Linked DNA regions of Mus musculus: region 1 is linked to region 2. The links are chromatin contacts, called in public promoter capture Hi-C maps. All regions are on one chromosome and are shown on one strand. The core of a region is the stretch at or near the end of the contact, and the rest is flanking DNA. Distances in the headings are between cores, read along the strand shown.

The links. Promoter capture Hi-C pulls out the DNA fragments that hold promoters and counts their contacts.
Region 1: a promoter capture Hi-C map of macrophages shows a contact between it and region 2, with 5 read pairs. The contact joins the promoter of Rab19 here to the enhancer-like site in region 2. A contact is called at or near these places in 2 of 39 promoter capture datasets (macrophages and neural stem cells), 2 of 115 datasets of contacts at active chromatin or transcription factors (bone marrow-derived macrophages and embryonic stem cells) and 4 of 9 other capture datasets (adipose tissue, embryonic trunk, liver and 1 more).

What each region holds. Positions count from the first base shown.
Region 1 is chr6:39,377,984-39,384,058 of GRCm38.p6, reverse strand. Rab19 (RAB19, member RAS oncogene family) reads right to left here and starts at 2,706. Exons shown (of 4, transcript NM_011226.2): 1 at 2,550-2,706; 2 at 1-151. The coding sequence starts at 139.
Region 2 is chr6:39,219,147-39,226,091 of GRCm38.p6, reverse strand. No RefSeq gene overlaps it. Among named protein-coding and RNA genes, the nearest start is that of Gm38794, 4.9 kb to the left of the region's middle. Within about 2 kb of position 3,406, at least 19 of the 459 cell types and tissues checked have an H3K27ac peak or open chromatin away from gene starts, as enhancers often do. A contact at or near this core is called in bone marrow-derived macrophages and macrophages, where this site is marked.

The sequences.
Region 1 (6,075 bases), core at 1,457-3,956, 160 kb before region 2:
GCTGGGACTCACTGTAGACTCCAGATTTGAAATGCTGAACCACACATGTCTTCCCCACGTTGGAGTCCCCAATAAGGATGACCTTGAACAAATAGTCCACATTCTCATCTGATGTCCTGGATGAGCTGGAGAACTGCATAGCTCTGGCTTCCTGGAACAGACCCAGGGAAGAAAGACAGCATTTTGCTTTTTGTTTTCTAAGAAGCACCTACCAGGATCCAGGGCTGAGATTACCTTCATTTTCTTGCTGTAGAAGAAGAAAAGCTATGGTAGTTGTGGCTTTCACAGGGCAAATATTCTAATGGGTGCCAGCAACTGGTCAGCAGTAGGGAGTTGCCCCATAAATCCACACCCTAGGTAGAGGTGGACACCAAAAGCCATTCTTTGATGAGAACAGCATTTAGTCAACTCTACCCAATTATAGACCTGAGGAAATCTCCGTCCTGGAGATGAGGTGCCCAAAGACTGGGATAGTGGAGGTAATGCCTCCAGGAATCACTTTCTAGTCATCACTCAGGAGGAAGATGTGCTCCAGCCACGAAAAGACTCAGTCAACCCACCACAACTGGCAAGATCTGGCTGAGAGACCAGTTTAAGGAAGACTCCCGAGTCTGTGAGTATACATGAGTACAATTGCTGAAGGGGCTACTAGAGGGATTGGGTGCCCTGGAACCAGAGCGACAGGTAGTTGTGAGCTTGACTTGGATGCTGGGAATTGAATTGAGGTGTTTTTAGCCTCAGAACCATCACTCCATCACCTACGTGGTCTTTTTATTCTGGGTAGTACTCCATTTTTCTAAACCAGGAAATTAGAATTTTGAGGATATTCAAAATTAAAAATGTAATTAGAATGATAAGGCAAGGCCAAGTGTGGTGACATACAAATTTAATCCCAGCACTCAGGAAGCAGAGGTAGGAGGATCTTTATGAGTTCAAGGCTAGCCTGGTATACATAGCAAGCTCCAGGATAGCTAAGGCTACATAGTGAAACTCATGGTGGGTGTGTGTGTGTGTGTGTGTGTGTGTGTGTGTGTGTGAAAGAATGCTATGCGAAATTTATTTTTGTTCTTGTTTTTGTTTGTTTGTTTGTTTGTTTGTTTTTTTCAAGACAGGGTTTCTGTGTAGCCCTGGCTGTCCTGGAACTCACTCTGTAGACCAGGCTGACCTCGAACTTAGAAATCTGCCTGCCTCTGCTGGGATTAAAGGTGTGTGCCACCACTGCCTAGCTCGCTATGGGAAAATTGACTGTGGGAAAGAAAATAACTCATTAAAGGTTTCTAGTGATGGTATTTGCCAAACTTTATGAGAATTACCTATTATAGACCTGTGTGTGTGGTGTGTATACATATATATTCAACGCCGTCTTCCAGCCTCTGTGGGCACTGCATGCATGCAGAACAAAGACATATATATTCAGACCAAACACCCAGACACATAAGATTTAAAAAAAAAAAATTAGAAAACTTTTTTTAATATCATGTGTTCAAGGTGAATGGCAGCTGAGGATGACACATGAGGTTGGCCTCTGGCTGCCACGTGATGTATACACATATGAACACACACAATTAAAAATTAAAACAGCAGATACACATGTGCATGTTTCCCAGGAGAATATGATGATGTTTGAGACCCAACAGTCAATACATCAATCACTGGAAACAACTGCATCCCGGCTTTCAGCATCTTTCGATCCATAGACCCCTGTGCTTATATAGCTTCAATCAAAGAACTCCATTTCTCTTCAATACAGTTGTGCACAGGGACAGCTCTACATTCCATAGTCTGAAACCCATCTCCCCATGGGATTCCTATCTGTCAATCTCGGAGCACCCCTCCCACCCCCATGTCCCCACCCCCACCCCCTCCCGCTTTGCAGCACATCGAATTCCTAGTCCATATAACAACTCAGCAGACATTTGAAACAGAAAGCATATTCCTGTAAGGGCAGGTACTTAGGCATTTAAACTGTCCTTCACATATTTAGTTAGGTCTCTCCTCCAAATATCTCATGAGACCAAAACACCCCCTTTGATGATTGGATTTGAGGTTGAGTAAATTGCTCCTACCTTGTGACACCTTCATTTCTCCCTGATTTATTCTTTGTTTTTTTTTTTCTAATGACATAAAAAAGGCCATGTCTATATTGGCAGACAAATAAAAATGCACACAAATATCCAGTCTATATGTAGAAACCAAAGGCTTTAAGGAGGTAAAGAATGGTCTAGTACTTCTGTTTTTGGATGCCCCTGGAATCGCACAGAAAACTGATCCAGCAGACAAGAGACACAATCAAACCATTTTTTTCCCCCTTCCGCATCTTTTCAACTGAAGAAAGCCATTCTACTTCCGGCATCTTATCACCGTAACTTGAGCCGAAACCTTGTTTCCAAGTCCCCTTTCTCTTCCTCCCTGCAAAGTGCCCGGGACTCTACAAAGGCTCCCTTTAAGCAAGCATATAAGCCCTGCAAGGAGAAGCCCGCAGAGTCCTCCCAGACAAAACCATCCCACAACCCCGCACCCTTCACCTCCTGGGTCCACCTGTTGCTTACCTGGGCACTCTTTCACCTCTCTGGTGAGCAGGTAGTTTTTGCTTTTTCTTCTGCTTTCCTCTGCAGCCCTCCGTCGTCTCCTTCGTCCTCTTGTCTTGCAGCGCAGTGGGAACTCAAGTTCCGGCCCCTGGAGTCAAGTTCGGTGGACAGAGAAAGCGAAAGGGAAACAAGGGCAATCCCTCCCACTTGCAAGGAGCCTGAAGCCCCAGGTGAGGTGCTGGCCAGGTACAGGGCCCAGCGCAGACAGCTAGCTTTCCTGCCAGTGTTCATCAGATCAGGAGAAAGCACAGAGAAGAATCGCCTTTCACTCAACAGACACCCGCTAAGCTACCCTGTTCCTTCTTTTGCTCTGCATCCTTCATCGAACATCCTTCCTGATCCGCTTGTTTGGCTGGGCTGAGCGGCTGTTAACTGAGATGACCGCGACTTAAAGGAAGATACTGATCTGGGTCTTGAGTGACTTGTTTTGAGAAGAAAGGAGGTGCTCAAGCAACTTAACAAAGTAAAGCGAGGGTCCACAAGATGCCTCCATAGGTAAAGGCTGCCAAGCTAGAAGACCTGAGTTCTAGCTCCAGGACCCAGCTAGTGGCAAGTTGTTCTCTGACCACACATACATGCATGAAGACAGGTACACATGCCAAATAGATACAAGCAAAAGAAAAAAAAAATCCCAAACCAACCAAACAAAAAGGCCCCAAATTAAAAGAACGTAGTGCAGTTGGGGATTTAGATTAATGGTAGAATATTTGCCTAGGAAGTGCAAGGTCCTGGGTTCTGTTTCTAGCCCTAAAATAAAATAATGAATAAAATAAAGGTGCTTTACTGCATGTGGGGGGTGTAGGGAGAGAGTGTTATGTAGAACTTTTACCACACAGCAGAGGCTAATTTTTAAGTGTGAGAAAACTTAGAGCCAATTAGTCCTTGATGCTGGCAGTAAGAGCAAAGATCTGAGGTAAATTTCCTATTTCTACCCAAAGACTCTATCAATTCTAGACTTTGATAATTAACTACCTTCAGAGCCTATCATAAGAACTAGATTGTCAAGCTGGAAAGATGGCTCCATGGATAAGAATGCTTACTGTTCTTCTTGAGTTCAGTTCCCAGCGTTCTTGTCATGCAGGCCTGAAATGGGAGATGATTGTTCCTCATTCAAGAACATCATGTCAAGCCGGGTGTGGTGGCACACGCCTTTAATCCCAGCATTTGGGAGGCAGAGGCAGGCTGATTTCTGAGTTTGAGGCCAGCTTGGTCTACAGAGTGAGTTCCAGGACAGCCAGGGCTACACAGAGAAACCCTGTTTCGAAAAACAAAACAAACAAACAAACAAACAAAAAAGAACATCTTGTCTGTGATGCCTTCAAATAACCTTTAAGTTGTGACTCATCTTAACCCATCCACACGATTTTTTCAAGAATCTCTCTTTTAAGCAAGGTAACCCAACATTATGTTAGTTTCTCACTCTGTCCAGAGAAAAAGACACTGTCACATGCTGCTGCTGGCTGTGGCTTTCAGAGCCACTGTCACATGTATAACTTGGAAACTGGTTGTAGGTCAAGATACACCGCAAATGTGTGGGCTGGGGCAGGAAACGAAGACTTGCAACGTCAGTGTCAGAGAGGGGAGCTGCAAACGGTTTCTTGTTTTGTTTTTGATCGCTGTTTAAGGCAACTGTCTCAGACCCAGCCCGCATCACACACTGGGAGAGCACCTAGAGGTGGAAATCAAAGACCCATCCGAGGCCTTTCTACTTCATTTTTATTTTTTTTCAATCAATTAATTAATCCTTACTTATGTGAATGAGTGTGTTAATCTATGTGTGCCTGCCATACGTTCGGGTGCCCAAGGAGACCAGGAAAAGGCATAGGATTGCTTGGAACTAGAGTTATGGCAGGTTGTGAGCTGCCTGGTCTGGGTGCTGGGGACTGAGCTCAGGTTTTTAGAACAGCAGCTGCTCTTAATCTCTGAAACACCCCCAGCACCGTCATCTCCTCTTCAACTTCCCTTTAAATCCACAAGAGGAAGGCTGAACCGCATACAATCTGGAAATCTACTTACTAGGTTTTGCTTTTTGCCCACATCCTCTTCTACCCCAGGCGCTTCCTTGGCAACCTAGGTGGGTGTGTCCCTCCCTTACCTGACTCTCCCTACTTGTTTCTTCTTTTATTTTGCAGTGTAAGGTATTTGGCTTGCACATATGTCTGTGCACCACGTGCATGCCCTGTGCTGGAGGAGGTCAGATCCCCTGGAGTTATAGACAGATGTGAGGTACCATGTAGGTGCTGGGGATTTAACTCAGGTTCTCTGGAAGAGCAACCAGCTCTCCAGCCCCCGCCCCCTTACGGTGTGCACCTAAGCTGTAAAACAAACAAATAATAAACTGTGTTTGGGGCTGCTGAGTTACTTTTAGGTGACCCTAAGACTTTCTGCATTAGCTCATTACTCCAGCGTCTCCTCTGCTGGGGGATCTTGGGTCTATTGCTGTGGCTTCAGTTTTCCTAACCAAAACCCTTCAGGGTTTTAGTAAAGTTTAGCTAAAAGCTGGTCTGTAAGTCAAGAAGAGTTTGGTGGATGTCACCGAAGACATAAGATTAACTGTGAAATGAACCCAGGTCCAGGAGTGCCTTTTGTAGACCAGGCTGGCCTCGAACTCAGAAATCCGACTGCCTCTGCCTCCCGAGTGCTGGGACTAAAGGCGTGCGCCGGGTGGAAGCGTTCTTACTACCTGGCCTTGGATGCCCTGAAAGAGGAAACTGGGTGGTAGCACGGGAATCTTCCTTCTCTCCTCTTTCTCCTCCTCCACGTCTTCCTCTCCCCCTTTCTATTTTTATTTATGTGTTTTTGTATGTCTCTGTGTGTGTCATGTTCACGGAGGCCAGATGAGGGTGTCAGGTCCTCTGGAACTAGAGTGTGAGTCACCATGGAACCAAATCTAAGTCTCCTAGATGGGCAGTCACTGCTCTTAACTGCTGAGCCGTCTCTCCAGTTCCATTTTTTAAAAAATGATTTATTTATTTTTATTATATGTAATTACACTGTAGCTGTCTTCAGACACTCCAGAAGAGGGAGTCAGATCTCATTACTGATGGTGTGAGCCACCATGTGGTTGCTGGGATTTGAACTTCGGACCTTCAGAAGAGCAGTTCTTACCCACTGAGCCATCTCACCAGCCCTCTACAGTTCCATTTTTAAAAATGCACAGATGTGGGCTGGTGAGATGGCTCAGTGGTAAGAGCACCCGACTGCTCTTCCGAAGTCCAGAGTTCAAATCCCAGCAACCACATGGTGGCTCACAACCATCTGTAACAAGATCTGACGCCCTCTTCTGGAGTGTCTGAAGACAGCTACAGTGTACTTACATATAATAAATAAATAAATCTTTTTTAAAAAAAAAAATGCACAGATGTATGTATGTACGTACATATGTATGTATTTAATCATCTTTCCAGCTACGCTGCTGGGGATCTTAATACGAACTATTTATTTTGGTGCAATGGCAATGGGGTGCAGAGCTGTGAATACAAACAGG
Region 2 (6,945 bases), core at 2,157-4,656:
TCTTGTTTTTCATAATGACTCAAGTGTTTGCTTCAGACAATGACAGAGTGTATCTTGCTTGAATCATTGGATTTCTGTTACTTTTTACAGGACGTGGGTGGGCAATATGACTCAGTATTTTTCCAAAAGATGCAAAAATTACATTGCCTATTTTGGATCATTTCATGTTGAGATCTGGAGGGGTTTTTTTGTTTGTTTTGTTTGTTTTTTGTTTTTTGAATTTCAAATCTTGGATCTTAGGGAATTTTTGTTTTTTGTTTTGTCTTTCAATCATGTCAGATCTTTTTCAGATAAAAAATTTGAAGGAAAAAATGTTTCACACTAGGTTATGAATTAGACCTTGAATGGCAATTCATTCCTATACTGTTTAAGCAAAAGATTCGCTGGTGCTATTGAGACTATAGTGCTAGACACTGTCGCCCTATTAAAAAACTTATCTGGTAAGATGGATCTGCAGCAAGCTGTTTCCCTAGGTAAGTCACTTGCTGCCAAGCCTGATGATCTAATTTTGGCCTATGGAATCTCATGGTGGAAAGAGAGATCAACTTTTGCAAGTTGTCTCCAGACTTCTGCCTGAGCAACATGTTACATATGCACATGTGTGCATATACACATATAGATATAGTCATACACACATATATATCATATACATACATAAATATAATTTTTAAACAAACCTTTTCAGAGGACTGGGAAGATGGCTCAGCCAGCAAAGCTCCTGCAGGGCAAGCGTGAGGACACAAGTTCAGATCCCAATACCTCTGTAAAAGCCGGGTGATGGCATGCATCTATAAGCCCAGCATGAGGGTATGTGTCTATGTGTGTGTATTGTTGGACAACCAGCTTAGCTGAATGATTGGACTCCAGGTTTAGTGAGAGAACCTGTCTCAAAAAATAAGAATCAAGGAAGATACTATATCTTTGACCTCCATATGCACATGCAAACATAAGCACCTTATGCATACACATACACATATACACAGACATACACACACACATGTGGATGCACACAAAGATAGCTTACTCAGCGTGAACATATCTGGAGAGCAATTTTCCAGCTTCTCTTGGATGTGAACCTCAGACCACTGAGTTCCTTCTGAAGGCCCTGGGTTTTGGAGGCTCTTCCATGAGGAGATAATGCCACTCTAGATAGTAATGTCACTTTGACCTGAAGTTAGCCTCTCTGCAGATTCCAACTGTGCGTGCTGGCCCTGAGAGTTATTCTAGGTGAATTTCCATATCATACTTTCACTGAAGAATGATAGCTTTTTAAAAATGGTAGCTTTTGAAGTGCTGTTATATTTGCCTTCTTAGTAGATCAGGAAGGTTCTTTTCCAGGTAATAGTGTTAAGACAAGAGACTGAGGCATCTTCTATAAGAAGGATAAGAGCCTCTGAGGATAAGAAAGAGAAGCTGTAGGGGCAGTTCCTTTTATATAGGAACACAAGGAAGAATGGAGGGGGAAAGGCAAACTTTCCCCATATACGTACACTGAGGATCCACCCATGTGAACACACAGACAGAAGCATGTCGAGCACAAACTCTCTCCCACCCCATTTTGCTTCCACTCCTACAAGATCCACTGAGAGGTCAGTAAGAGCTCATGAGGTTCCAGAACTGGGAGCTGTGTACCATAAAGTAAATGAAACCTAGTTATCAGACTCTGGACATGCAGAGGCATCTCCCTGTGCCCTAGGTGGGGCCTAGCAATGTGTTTACATCATGCCACTTAAAATTGCTTCTGGGCGGGGCTGGAGAGATGGCTCATCAGTTAAGAGCATTGGCTGTTCTTCCAGAGGACCTGGGTTCAATTCCCAGCACCCACATAGCAGCTTACAATTGTCTGTAATCCAGCTCGAAGTAATTTAACACCCTCATACAGACATACATGCTGGCAAAACACCATATAAAATAAAATAAAAGTAAGAATAAATAAATCATTAAAAATTAGTTTCTGGGCTGGAGATCACATCAGCAGTTAAAAGTGCCTGCCTCCAACCCAGCCTGAGGACCTGAGATCCCTGGGACCCACGTGGTAGGAGGAGAAAACAGATCCCCACAGCTTGCCTCCTGACCTCCACCCACCAAACCATTACATGTGTATGCATGCATGCCTAGACACTCTCTCTATAAATAAAATGCAAAAAGAAAGTTTCAAAGCATATTTGAATGGGCATTGTGTAAACCTGCTGTCTCTTTCCGTTCTGACTCCATCTCCATAACGCCCGTCTTAGGTTTGAATACATATGAGTAGGAAAACACACTGATGACCTCTACCTAAGGACATCTGGATCAACTGTTATTTTGTTTGGGTTTTGTGTGACATGTTTTTATAGTTTGCAGGCAGGTCTGTGTATAGTTATGCTATTCTTAGCTGTCCTAGGGCAGTAATGGCTACCAGGTGGTGGTTTACAAATGTGCTGGTTAGTTGTCAACTTGACACAAGCTTGAGTCTTCCAGGAAGAAGGAACCTCAATGGAGAGGATGCCTCCAACATCCTTGCTTGTGGGCAAGTCTGTGGGGCATTTTCTTGATTAATGATTGATGTGGGAGAGCCCAGCCTGCCGTGGGTGTGGCTGTGGGTGGGGCCACCCCTGGACATTTGATTGTGGATGCCATAAAAGACCAAGCTAAAGAAGCAATAGGGAACAAGCCAGTAAGTAGTATTCCTCCATGGCCTCTGCCTCCTGCCTTTATTTCCCTTCACGATGGATTGTACCCTATACGATTAAACAAGTGTTTTCCTCCCCAAATTGCTTTTGGTCAGTGTTTCATCACAGCAACAGAAAATACATTGAGACAGCCAGTAAATATTTAACATCAGGGTTGCCAATATTTGCCAGTTCCCATGGTGTAAATAGTTCTATTATGGGCTATTCCAGATTATCACTGTGATATCACTAATGGGAGTTAAGAAGGGTAGCACACGGTTATAGTAAAATATAGTGACATAATTAGGAACTGATAAGTTTGGGGTACTTATCTTTAAAAATGTATCTTTTGTTTCCTATCACTTAATTATGTTAATATAACTTATATAATATTATAATATGTATAAGTGTAATTTAAAATTTTCAAAAGGTAGTGTTTAATAACTGCCTCCTCAAACTTTTCATATTAAACATTTGGGTGGTATATTAGTTATTTATTGCTACAGCATAAATTACTCCATCATTTAGTGGAGTTGGGTACCAGTTAGGCTTATCTGAAGTTGGCTCGATATAGTGAAGGGGGCAAGTTCTTCCCCAAACTCACACAAGAGCTTGTTGGTAGGATCCTGTTCCTCAGGGGTCAATGACCTGAAGACCTCAGCTCCTCACTGGCTACTGGCTGGAGGCCCTGGGTTCCTCGTCAGGTGGGCTTTTTCATGGTGCAGCTCGTGACATAGCAGTTGGTTTCTGTCAGTGAAGAAATGAAAGAGGAAGCAGGGGAAGCAGGATGGGAGCTACAGTCTTTCTGTGCCCCAGTGTGAGAAGTGGCATTCCATCATTTCTGCTGATTCCTTTTAGTTTAGAGTCACTTAGAATTCATGGGCGCGGGGGTGGGGTGGAGTGGTGTGTGTGTGTGTGTGTGTGTGTGTGTGTGTGTGTGTAGGGGGCTGGCCCATAGGAGGAAGGGATTATAGAAGGGTGTAAACACCAGAGGGATGATATCATTGGAAGCCATTGTAGGGGCAGCCAGCTACTGAGGGGACTGGCTATTTTAATAAAGCTTAAATATGCCCTTTTTTGGGGGGTGTGAAGACAGAATTTCATACAGTCCAGAAAGGAGGTCCTTGAATTGGCCACGTAGCTGGGGGATGACTTTGAATTCCTTCCTGATCTTCCTGTGTCCATCTACTGAGTGAGAAGAGTTAGGTGTGTGCAACCATGCCTAGTTTACATGGTGCTAGAAATCAAATCCCGATCTTGTAGATGCTAAGCAAATTCTGCCAGATGACCGACAGCCCTAGGCCTTGAATATATGACTTTGGCTGCAATTTAGAAAATGTTTTGAGTATCTCAGTATAAACAGGCAAGGCATATGGAAACTTAATTTGCATATAGATGAAAGCTGCCTTCATCTGTCAACAGTGAATGTATTTAAGTGAAGCATGGTGGCACATTCCTGCAGAGCCACATTCCTGCAGACCCAGCACTTGGGAGGCTGAAGCAGGAGAATATCAAGTTCATGGCCAGCTTGGACGACATACTGAAGCTGTATCCAATATATATATGTGTGTGTGTGTGTGTGTGTGTGTGTGTGTGTGTGTGTGTATATATATATATATATATATATATATATATATATGTATATATATACACATATACACATATACATATATATACAATATAGAATATTATATATATGTATATATGTGTGTATATATATATATGTGTGTGTGTGTGTGTGTGTGTGTGTGTATGAGCGAGAGAAGGAGAGGGAGAGGAGAAAGGAGAGGGAGAGGGAGAGAGAGAGAAGCTGGGAAGACAGCTGACAGCTGATTGGGTAAAGGCACTTGCTGCCAAGCCTGATGGCCTAAATTCAATCTCCAGGACATACAAGGTGGCTGGGAGAAAAACCCAAAACAAACAAACCCAAAAACAATTCCCACAAGTTGCAAGTTGTCCTTTTATATCACACACACACACACACACACACACACACACACACACACACACACACACTAAAAAATAAAAGAGAGGCACACTCTGAAGGAAATAAGGAATAGGTTTAAACTTGTGAGACCTCAGTCAGAGAAGTACAAGTCACATAAACATATGAGAGAAACAGTTTAAAGACGGCAGCAGTAAAGACCGCAGAAGTGACAGTGTGGAGCTGGTCGTATTATGTCTGTAGCTCAGAGCAATTGTAATTAGCTCCTGCAGAAGAAAATTGGAATTGCCTTGGAATCTTACGGCTCAGATATAAAAAGATGCTAAGTGAAGCCATTCCCAGAATTTAACAATAATTATAAATATTTACATAATGTTACTACTAATGGTTTGTGCAATGGAAACTTTCTTAAGTTATCTCTATCTATCTATCTATCTATCTATCTATCTATCTATCTATCTATCTATCTATGTTTTTCAAGATAAGGTTTCTCTGTGTAGCCCTGGCTGTCCCAGAACTCTCTGTAGATCAGGCTAGACTTGAACTCAGAAACTCGCTTGCCTCTGCCTCCCAAATGCTGGGATTAAAGGCTGAATTACCTTGCTGCTCCCTATTCTTAAGAATGGTATTTCCCCCATCTACTTGGGAGGCTGAGCTAGGAAAAGGGTGAGTTAGATATCAGGGTGAGCACCACAGCAAAACTCCTGGCTCCACAAAAGGTATGCAAAGCCGTCATATGAAAATGTGATTTAAAAAAAAAGTTTGTTACCAACAAAATTTGACTTAAAAAACCAAATTGTATATGTGTGTGTGTGTGTGTGTGTGTGTGTGTGTGTGTGTGTGTGATGGTCAGAGGACGATTTATAGAGCTGGTTTTCTCCTGCCATGTGGACTCTGAGGCAAGCTTGGGTTTGGCAGGCTTGATGGAAGGCAAGCGCCTTTACCTACTGAGTCATGCTGCTGGTCCCCAAACTTGATATACATTTTCATTCTAAGCTGATACATATTTTCCTCCCTCCCTCCCTTCCTTCCTTCCTTCTTTCTTTCTTTCTTTCTTTCTTTCTTTCTTTCTTTCTTTCTTTCTTTCTTTCTTTCTTTCTTTCTTTCTTTCAAGATTTATTTATTATATATAAGTTCACTGTAGCTGTCTTCAGACACACCAGAAGAGGGCGGCAGATCTCATTACAGACGGTTGTGAATGTGAGCCGCCATGTTGTTGCTGGGATTTGAACTCAGGACGGTTGGAAGAGCAGTTGGTGCTCTTAACCCCCCCCCAGCCATCTCTCTAGCCCCGATACATATTTTCATTACTTAATTTGATACTTCTTTTCCTTTTCTCCCTTCTACTTTTCTTTCCTTTCCTCCCCTCCTCTCCCCTTCCTTCTTCTTCCCTTCCCTGGCCTTGATCTTCAGAGCTGCCAAAATTAAATACATAAACAAATCATCTAGAACTCCCAGTACTTAAATTATGATCTACTTAAGCATTCAAGAGAGATTTATTTACTTTGAGACATGGTCTCAGGGTGAGTTCAGGGAATGTTTAGCACCCTGGGCCTCAGCTTGGGTTGGGTAATCATTCCCACTCTTTCAGTGATGCACTGGGCAGCCCAGCTCCATTAGCTGTGCACACACCCCCGTCTCTGCATAAGGAACTCCACACTGCATCAGCCTATCACCACACCCTCTCTGAACGATGGCATAAGTTTCTACTCGCCTAACAAATTTAGATAGTTCCTATTCAAATATATTCTCCATGTTTCTCGGTAGAAAGAATGGAAAAGCTAATCCGGCTTGAACTGGTTTCTATGCATGCACCATACTGCCAAAATGGATCCTCAAGTGACTTTTAGGGGAGAATCCTGTGTTTACCATTTTATACCTGTGCATAATTGGGTTTGCATATGATTAAAATCAGATTCATTATGGGAAGGGATATGCACAGTAGAAAAATGATTATATGCCTTAATATAGCAATCAAAACAGAGAAACACCCTCACAGGCATGCTACCAAGCCACTTCCCCAGCTCAAGTAGATATACTTTAAAAATTGTTTTGTATATGACAAGATCATTTTCAATAATATTCACAAAATGAAACAAATAAGCAGAAAAAAAAAAAGACCCAAAACAGACAAGGACTGTTCATGCCAGCATAAAAATATATGTTGGGCTGGTGAGATGGCTCAGTGGGTAAAGACTCTGGATGACAAGTCTGAGGTTGTGAGTATGAACCTCAAGACACATGGTGGAAGGCAGGAAATGACCCGCCAAGTTGTCTTTTGGTCTCCACCTATATGCTATGGTACCTACATACATGTGCGTGCATGCACAGGTAACTTTAAAATATATC